2 separate regions of the Oryzias latipes genome follow, and region 1 is linked to region 2. The links are chromatin contacts, called in public Hi-C maps. All regions are on one chromosome and are shown on one strand. The core of a region is the stretch at or near the end of the contact, and the rest is flanking DNA. Distances in the headings are between cores, read along the strand shown. Region 1 holds the start of LOC111946873 (CD109 antigen-like). Region 2 holds the start of cln8 (protein CLN8).

Evidence for each region. Hi-C and Micro-C count contacts between places; a contact is called where the count stands out from the background.
Region 1: a Hi-C map of embryo shows a contact between it and region 2, with 2.8 times the contacts expected there. The contact joins the promoter of LOC111946873 here to the promoter of cln8 in region 2. A contact is called at or near these places in 4 of 5 Hi-C or Micro-C datasets (embryo, fibroblasts and gastrula embryo).

What each region holds. Positions count from the first base shown.
Region 1 is chr22:15,789,012-15,793,707 of ASM223467v1, forward strand. It overlaps LOC111946873 (CD109 antigen-like), which reads left to right and starts at 1,419. Exons shown (of 14, transcript XM_023951976.1): 1 at 1,419-1,519; 2 at 1,627-1,781; 3 at 1,858-1,886; 4 at 1,974-2,207; 5 at 3,189-3,311; 6 at 3,408-3,447; 7 at 4,222-4,309; 8 at 4,383-4,488; 9 at 4,586-4,696. The coding sequence starts at 1,461. LOC101158152 (cytospin-A) reads left to right here. Exons shown (of 12, transcript XM_023951883.1): 12 at 1-80.
Region 2 is chr22:15,547,659-15,553,051 of ASM223467v1, forward strand. cln8 (protein CLN8) reads right to left here and starts at 2,748. Exons shown (of 3, transcript XM_004082374.3): 1 at 2,635-2,748; 2 at 1,696-2,303; 3 at 394-1,520. The coding sequence starts at 2,223. The coding sequence ends at 1,194.

The DNA.
Region 1 (4,696 bases), core at 169-2,668, 240 kb after region 2:
CTGGAAAAAACGTGCCTTTGATTGTGAAATGTATGTATCTAGTGTTAAAAAAATGCAAAAGCAATAAAGAGTTAAAAATATTCCTGTCAGTGTTGAGTGTACATTTGGGGAAATGAAAGGACGTGAACGTCTGGTCACTGGTTTTTAATTTAAGTCGAGGAATTACCAACTGTGTTCTAAGTCATGTCTTTTACTGCCCTCTAATGGTCAAAAAGAGGATGTGCAGGCACTTTTTTTTGACACCACCTAGTGCAGGGCTCTGCAACCTGTGGCTCTCTAGATAAAGAAAAATAAAACGTTTTGAATTGTAAAATTTAACTAAAGTAAAATAAAATACCTCAAACTTCATTCCAGTCATTCAAAAACAGAAGGACATACATATCACAAGTCGTACTAAGGCTTTTTGACAGATTTTTGTACCACAGACATCAATTGGAGGGCAGTACACAAAAGCCAGAATAAAGGCACACAAAATTCTATTTTTAACACATTTAAAGATTTTAAGTCCACCTTATGGTGCGAAAAATGCCGTAATTAGCTCTGACTTAATTTTAATGAAATTTACAAATTTCTTGCCCAGATTCACTACAATCACTGCTGACATTTTACTACCCATTACTGAATTACTGAACTTCTGTCAAAAGTTATAAACTTTTTTGTATTTGGGAGGGAAAAAAAGCTATTTTCTCTTTATGTATGTGTTTATGTAAGCCAAAAAACTGCATAAAACCTGTTTGTTATATTTATCATATTAGTAACATACATACAAATTATTTTTCTAGAGTAAAGTCAGATTTTGCGGCTCCTAATGGTTGTGGTCAGTGAGAAACTGACCCTAGTGGATCTTTAAGTGTTGAAAGCTGCAGACCCCTGATCTCAGGGTTTCAAAGATCCTTTATTTTCTCTTTAACTTGCTTTATTATCTTTTAAAGAAATAAAATTTTTAATATATTTTGAACTTTAGGGATGACTGGCATAAAAGGTGAAAGCATTTCCTTTTCCTAAGGTTTAATTAAATTAAATTTGGAGACTCCTTGTCACGTTTTAATATCCATTTTGGGACATAAGGTTCATAAAATGTTGAAAAGAAAAGATTCTTTAGAACATGACTGATCTGTAAAGCAGCAAAATTGCATCTCCCTGTGATTACTTTGTCCCCAATTTCATAAACTGAGTCACCATCATGGGGTAAAAAGTCTTTTTAGCTTTCACTATGAATGAATGAGAACGGCTGGACAGGAGCAGGAATTGTCAGAGTGACAGTTGAGACTCATCCCCCTCAAGGCAAAGATGTAAAGAATATGAGGAAAAATTCCAAAGGAACGGAATAACAATGTGTTTTGGGTTTATTGGCACAAAAGCAGGGGGTGGAGTTGTCATTTGTTGCTTTATTAACATGAAGCAGAAATGTGTCAGGTGATTTGAAAGCAAACGTGTAACCGAGGAGGTCGCTGGACAACATGAAGCAGGTCTGGATCCTCATTTTGATTTTCTCTGCTTCGGGTTTGAGCTCATCCAAGTAAGTCCTGTTGTTTATGTGAAGGTAGATGTCGTTTTTTTTTTGCCTCCACGCCCTCAGTCATGGCAGGACTGATCTTTAAAAGTCCTCTTTCCCTGCTGTTCTAGTACAACAACGTTTCTGATCTCAGCTCCAGAGATGCTGCATGCCGGTGCACCCACTCCACTGGCTGTCACCCTCTTCTCTGACTTTTCTGCGAGCGTGACAGCTGAGTTGGTGCATGGCAACACCAAAGTAGCTCTGACACAGAACTTCCAAGGAGGTGACACTTCAATTATACTCAGATTTGATTTTCTTGTGGCGGTCAAAACAAACTAAAACATATTTTTGTTTTTAAGGTTCAACCAGTGTTGTTTTTCTTCCTCCTGTGAGTCAAAGTCTCTCATTTTTCAGTAAGTAAATACAATAAGGAAAAAATTCTTTACATTTAATATGTTTCTTATCTTCATTCCAGCTTCCTGGCTCCATACCAGACAACTCCCTCTTGAAGTTGAACGTTTGGGGCTACAAGGACAACCGGATCATCTTTGCCAACACGACCGACATCACCTTCAGCCACAGGAATGTCTCTTCCTTCATTCAAACGGACAGATCGTCTTACAGACCGGGCAGCACCATCAAAATCAGAGTTGTGTTTATCCAGCTGGATAACCGTCCCTACAGAGGGAAACTGAACATTTCTCTGCAGGTGAGTCACATTCTCTGAATTTGGTGCATTTTGAGTATCCCGTTCCCAAAAAATTTACCACAATAAAAAAGTGAACATTGGATCAGACGAGGGACCAGATAAGTCTCTCAAAAAATATGTTAGGCATCCCAACAATGATTAGAAATTAATTTGTGACTATCTTTGTTTTAAATTCAGCCCCTGATGGGACAATCTGACTTCTGTATGATTATAATAAAACTTATGTCTTCCAGTTTCTTGGTAATCACCTGTCCCTTGTGTAATACAACCCTTTATTAGTATATTTCATTTGATTCTAAATTATTTTAGTCTAAGTTCAACTTTGAGCCCTGTAGCAACAGTGTTTTCTTTTTGTTATGGGGTTATAGATTTTAACTAAATCTACACTAACTACAATATGGAGCATCATGTGGAATGAGGAAAACAAGTAATCCATATTCTAAGACATAATTATTTTCCCTGAACAACAGTAAATATAGTTTTTGCATGTAACAGAGTTGAAAGGTTGAGCTTGACTGTGTCAATCTGAAAATAAAGGATAGTGTGAGTGGGAAAAACATTTAGTGATGTCAGCTCCTTAAGAAGTTGGACTAAATAAAAATAAAATAATAAAAAAGGGAGGTTTGATGGGTTTGTATGGGGTTGAACAAAACTGAGCGACATAAGAAGATGGTGGCACATAATAAATAATTTATGTTTTTTTTTTACATATTACTTTTATTTAGGTGAAAGCAGAAAACAAATGATTACTTTAGAGAAAAAAAGCTATTATTATTTTTTTATATCATTTTCAATAAAGATTTGTGTGAAATAATGTAGAGATACATTGATCTTTTTTTAAACAAAGTTTGGGGTTTACTTTAATATAAAATGATTTGAGGTAAGGTGAGTATCTTTACTTTTTTTTGCTTAAAAGCAAATAGAAACATTAGATTCCAAAGTGTTGTCAGGTTGGAAGCATGGATGATTTTTGTCCTGCAGGATCCTAGTGGAGAAACTGCTGCTAAATGGGAGTCCACAGGGAATCTGGGAATTTTCGTACAACAATTTGCTTTGCCACCGAAGTGTCCTCTTGGAAAATGGATGATAACAACAGCAGAAAATGTAGGTTTTTAAAAAAAGAAAAGAAACAAGCTCTGCTTTGAATGCTGTTTCAAATGAAAACTATCACCTTTATGCCTCCTTTCTCCTTTTTTTTAGGACGCAACTGACAAGAAAGCGTTCACTGTGGAAGAGCCTGGTAACTGGTTTATTATTTCTAAATATGTAGATATGTGTTATACACTGTTTAATTTTTTCTATGAAGATGAAATTTCTTAAACCAGTGGGGTAACCTTCAAACTTTTACTTTGCATTGATATAGAATGACAGGTATGTAGTTATCTATTAGCATTTCCATAGAAATCAATAAAAATGATTATAGGATTTTTAAAAAACTGTTTTTCTTTTATAACAAAATAGCAAGAAAAACAGACCCCTACCTCTTTTATTTTTTTAATCATTTGGTGTCAATTAAGAGAATGAAAATGTTGTGAAAGCGTCACTCAACAGATTTTCACCATCCTGCTACGTGGTGAAGGCCAAGCTCATAGTTACTCCAAAAGAAGAAACCCTTGAAATGCCAAGAACTTTATTCATTTATTTATTTATTATCTTGTGGTCACAAAATAAAAGCTTTTTCACTTCCTGGCACTGCAAGGGTTTCATCCAAAACCACTAAATACTCTCTAAAAACTTCCAAAAGTGGCCATTCCATCATTTTTGATAATATTTTGCAGATATACCCACCAAAACTTTTTGGATATTTTGTAACATTTCATACATAATATTGTAAATAATTTGTTTGGACCTGAACATTTTTTTTGTATTTTTCCTAACTAAAACGTCTTTGAGTCTCCAAATGTTTCTTGGGACATTGTGTCATTGGTTAGAGTTTCATGATCCAAAAATGTACAAATTTGATACATGTATTAAAAAAGAAATGGTATTTTTTCATGAATCCTGCTGCTTGCAGTTGCTGAGGCTCCTCGGTTCGAAGTGTTGGTCAAGACGTCTCCATGGGTCCTCGCCGGAGACGACATTCCTGGATCAGTTCGAGCACTGTTAGTTACATTTTGAAGAGTTAAACATGGCTTATGGAAAAGTATCCCTAATCTATAGTTTGTTTTTCTTTAGTTATCGCAGTGGACAACCTGTACAAGGGACATTAGAGGTTAATCTAACCTATAATATAGCTACCAGCAGTCCCCCCTCTTTCTTGCAGGTCAAACAAACCAAGAAGGTGAGCTTTTTATTTCTCTGTTGCTCTTCGTATCCTCATTTAATCAATTGTATGTAAAAATGGATCCTAAAGGAGTTAATTGTGTAACCTGTTACAGATTTATGGATCAGCGCAATTTATATTTAGCAAAGACCAACTTCAGGGTCTGCAATCTACGGCGGGCAGCAGGGATTCGGTTGTGGTGCACATCTCTGCCCGTGTTCATGAC
Region 2 (5,393 bases), core at 1,498-3,997:
CAAAAAGGGTCTCCAAAATTAACCCTCGACTGACACCTATTGGCAGCTCTTGATATTGCAACCTCAAATTCCAAACTCTCAATTCACTCTAAAAAAATTCTAAAAACAAACCGCTAAATCTCCCAAATCATGCAGCTTCATAAACAGCTTAATAAACAGCTCACTATCTGGCAATCAAGTAGCATTTGCATCTATCTTAACCCAAGACAAACATGGACTCTCATTCAACTAAAACTGCACCTTTTTAGTAGAAACAGTGTAGCTTTGATTTAAATAAATTGGAACACAAATCGATACTTTTGCTGTATCCTGATGGATGCATCAGGCTTAAATATGTTGGCCAAAATGTTGTCTAAATAAAAACCACATGGGGTTTAAGAAAATAAATGAAAGTAGAAGTCTCCCAACTTTTTATTAACTGTTAAAGTAAACAGATTTTTAATACCATAATGAATGCTCCTAATGCAAACAAGGTGCATCCACAAATAACCACCTTTGGTGCACAAAATACTCTGAAACATGAAAGTTTTTTAAACAGTCAAATCTGTAACACAATTAGGCTTAATATTGAACTGAAAACATAACAACAAAATGAAAAGGTTTTGAATTCTGCTGTCATGACGACTGGATTTGGAAAATTAATGAGAAAATAACATCACCTGAAGAGTTAAAAAAAGAAAAAAGTTAAATTGATCCTAAACTAGGTTACTGTTAAAAGGCACTTTTGCTGTTCTGTATCAAGTGAGCTTTAGTGTCATCACATCCCATCGCTGTTCCAGACAATAAGCCCTTTGTTCACGTCTCATTCCTGAGCTTTCTCCCACCCAAAAACCCTGTTAGACCACAGCGTGCTCTGCTGCTACAATGACAAGTGGGTCCTTTTCTGCTGCGAAGAGATTTAAAGTTGTTTTGTTTTGTTAACCAGGACTTTAAGATGTGTTGTGGGGCTACAACTCAGCTTTCTAATAGGTCAACCACTCACACAGAACACACCCTCCTGATAAAAAGTTAGATGGTCAGTAAGATGTGAAATTATAAAAGACATAGATTACATAGACATAGATTTTCCCATAAACATCAGGTAATAAGCTTCCTTCAAATTCCAATTCCAAATGTCTACTTTAGGAAAATATGAACAAAGTCATAAAAGTAAAGCAAAGGAAAAAAGAAAAAAAATGTGTTTTTGGTGTGTTTTAATTTGATTTTGGCTTGGAAACAGCCTCAGCCCGACTGTCTTCTTTGCCCTTTTCTGGCACCGGCTTGTTGTCAAAGTTCCAGTCCACAGGGTTCAGCAGCTGCATGGTCTTCTTATGCGTCCAGATGGGGTTGATGATAAGAGTGAGCAGAGCCAGACCAGAGAAGAACAGCAGGCGCTGCGACAGCGCCACGTAGGTGCTGAGCTCCGACCAGTGGGTCACCGCAATCCACCACATGTAATAGGTGAGCACCATACGACAGTGGAACATGTGGATCATCACCCACTGGTTGGCTCTCCAGAATAAGGTGCGTGCCCATCCAGCCTGTCAGAAAGAGCAAAGACACATTTTTGGGCAACTCTAATAATATTGTGTTCTAAAAGAGTTTGTGGCTTTCAAAACAAGCTTCCTGTTTTTAAGAACTAAGAGGAACCAAAACTTGTTCAGACCTAAAGTGACCTAAAAACAAAAAAAGAAAAAGATGATTTAAGCCGCTTACCTTCAGTAACATCCAGGAAATACAGGTAAAAGGTGTACTCATCTCCAGCAAGAGTGTGACCATAGCCAGAAAGTGGCCCTGGGAATCCCACACTACGGCCCCAGCAAACCCTGCCAGGGCAAAGAAGTGGTGTGTCGCCAGTGGTATGTCGAATGAGCCAAATACCACACTGGATGTATGAAGCGCCACATTCTCAAAGAAAAAAAAGCCTGTGGCTGTGAGGAGGTGAAACCACGACCAGTCCTCCTGGCCCCTGACTTTGTCTCGGCTCAAATCGGAGTCCTCAGTCAGAGCTCGAAGTCCCGCTACAGAGCTCTGGATGCCGAAAGCCGCCCGGGTTGCAGCCAGGTTCCAAAAAACTTTCTCCTTGGAGAGCAGGGAGTTGTAGGTTTGGCTCAGGAGTAGAGACAGGAGGTGAGAGAGGAGGAATACTGATGTGTAGAAACCAAATCCTAGAGCGATGAGCTGAAGGCGGTAGTCCCAGGAAAAGTACTCTGGGCTGAGGTGAGGCACAGATTGAGTATCCATCCTTTCTGAGCAAGGAAACTTTCCCAAAAAAAGTCACCTTAAATTTGGAGTTTTAGCTAGATGCATGATGAGTGAGTCATCTGCAAAAAAAATGAAAAGTACTGTTAAGAACTGGCAACTGGCATTATACACTAGTGTTAACTGAGTCAGACAAACGAAAATACAAGGCAAAACAAAGCTATTGTCTAATTGTTTCCCCCCCAAAAAAGAAAGAAGGACCAACATAATAAGATGAAAAAATAATTCATGTTCATTAAAGGACATGTGAAGCGACAACTGGTTTTGGTTAATTTATTTATCCAGTCTTCCTCACACGTGAGTCTACCTCCTTTTTCTACAGTAAGAACGTAAACATCCGGCGGCCGAGACACGTTAGCAAAATATAAATTGATGGATAGGAGCCTGACTTACCGCAGACATAGTTTACAGAACATCTTTGCACAGATTCTGGAACTAAACATTCCCACCGACGGCATCTTGCTGAAACAGGAAGTTTCGCATCACGAGATAAGAATTCAGTCACACGACAGCGGAACCGGAAATTACGCCTTATTTTACTGAAAAAAAGACAGCCTATTGGTCAGCACCGTGTAGACCGTGAATCCTATTGGTTGGCCTAAACGTTCAGGTGAATTACTTTTTATATTTTAAAGTACGTTGTACAAACTAGAGATGTTAAGATATATTTACTTTTCATTTTTTATAGTTTAATAATTTATTATTTCATGGTTATACCCTCACCCATACTTCATCTCTTAGGTTTTCACATCAGGTTTATGTAAACAATGTGTTCATGGTTATGTGAGAACTACATAATTTGAATAAATGAAACAGAGGGAATTACCAATTTATTTATTAAACACAGCTGTAAAACTTCAGTGAGAATTGTATGTTAATATTTATTTTAACTACCAAAAATATTGTGTAATTAAAAAAAATGTCTGTAAAATTTAATTTAAGTGTATTAAAATATAGTACAATTAAATTGGAATTGATATACTCACAGAATGTAGGTTTTTTTAAAGTTTATCTTTGGATCATAAAATATACAAAATTGCTGTAGTTTTTATCTAAAATTACTAATCTCCAGAAACCACACATTAAGTGGTTTTCGTGGTAATAATTAGTCTTAAATGTATGTAAGTCCAAAAGTGACCAATAATTGTTCAAAAATAGAAACCTGGTAAAGTTTTTTTGTAAATTCATAAATTCAGTTCTACTGAGCACATGTTTGAAAAAGATTCCCTTTTTTGGCACGTTGATGGTGTTCTAATGATGCATTGGAAGTTTTTGAATAATTAGCAGACCTTTTGAAAACTGCTCATCAGCAACTTCTACACTTAATGTCACAACAGTTTATGGTCATGTGAATGGAAAAACTGATTTCTATGATAATGAGACACTTACTGGTGAAGACACGGGTAATTAACTAAGCTTTGTAACCATTGCAAACTACACTCTTAACCTTTCCATTAGAACACTTGGTGTATCGTCAAAAAAACAGAGTGTCCATTTTTAACAGGTGTGCAGACACAACCTTTTGTAGTTGTGTCTTCTAGTGACATTTCTGAACGACATTTAAGGAATGGTTCAAAAATGGATACAGGTATAATATTCTGCAGCTAAATCAGAAAAAAGGGCAAGGTTATTGTCTTTAAGGCTGAAAGAGACAGGTTCAAATACTTTCTAGTTAAAAAAAGTCTACAGATTTGATTTATGTATTGTGGTCCGTCTCCCCCCAGGGTTTTATGTTTTTGTTATTAGTTAAATGGGTTTAATTGTTATTTTCTCTTAGTTGGGATAGTAAGATTTAAAAGTTCATTGTAAAGTCAAAAGTTTATGTCTTACGCTGCCATCTAGTGGCCACATGCGGTACGTAAAGTGGGAAGCTTGGTTTGGGAAAGAGAGGCACGTGCAGCGTGTTGGGGAGTGGTGCGCATGCGTGAAAAGTAAAGCTCTTTGATGTATTCAGTACCCTGTGAGAAGCCATGATCTTTTTACAAAATTAAAAGTGGCTCAAGAATAGCAAGTCTGTGGAGTTTTTTGAAGCCCTTTGTGTTTAGCTCGCCGTATAAGCTGAATCAATACATTTGGCTGAGGGCAGAAGATATTGTTAGTTTCATTTATTTGAATAGGGGGGACAGCGCATATTAATAAACATTTCTGTCAATATGCCAGAGTTAGCCAAAGGGGCTATTTTTCATCTGCAGTCCCTGGGAAGATGTTAAAAATCACCCTAAAAGATCAAAGTAAAATCACATAACATTAACATTACACATAACACATAACATTACATATATATATTAAACAGTGCATCCAATAAAATAAGCAGTTAACCTTAAATCAATTAGTGATAAAACAATCCAAAATCAGAAAAATGTAAGAACATACATGCACATAAAAGACATGACAGTAGCGAGGATCAGTGAGAGGAAATGTACTCAGTGTTGACAGCTCTGATTGTCAATGAGCCATTTCTTTAATTGTGTCTTGAATAAATGATATGTGTTTTGATTTCTGATACTAACAGGTTTCGTGAAGTTCCACTCAGTAGCAGCTCTAACAGAAAAAGCATTCTGACCAAAAACGCTTTTTCTGAAGGGAATGATACAGTCTCCTCTGACTGCACTCCGAGTTCTGCTGTGATCTGCTGTCCGGATGTTAATAAACTGGTGAAGAGGAGGGGATGATAAGCATTCAATTGAATTTATTCAAAGTAAATCTCCAAGTCTCTAGATGTTTCTTCACCCACTCCCCGCTTTTACTACAGATCACAATGTCATCTGCAAATATCACGATCCACAGAAATTATTATCTAACTGTATCTGTCAGTCTGTCCGTCACTGCAGGAGACAAGAAAGAGTTTAAGGAGTTTCTCCCGGATGATTGGACTTCAACTCCTCCCTAAAGCCATATATCACTCTTCCTTTTTTCAACTTTCTACGTTTCAACTTTCACATCCTCTTCCCTCTTCTTGATTTCAGGAGGTCCCCTCCATCACACTCACCGGTGAACATCCAGCGCTCAGACATTGAGATTGTGGCCCTGGGTGTTCACCTTAACAACAAATTCGTCTGTGGTCTGGCAACACGGATGCTCCGTTTAACCCTTGTGCTATCCTAGGCCCTTTAACATTGGGAGTGAGGTCATCTAGATCCCACAAGACAGTG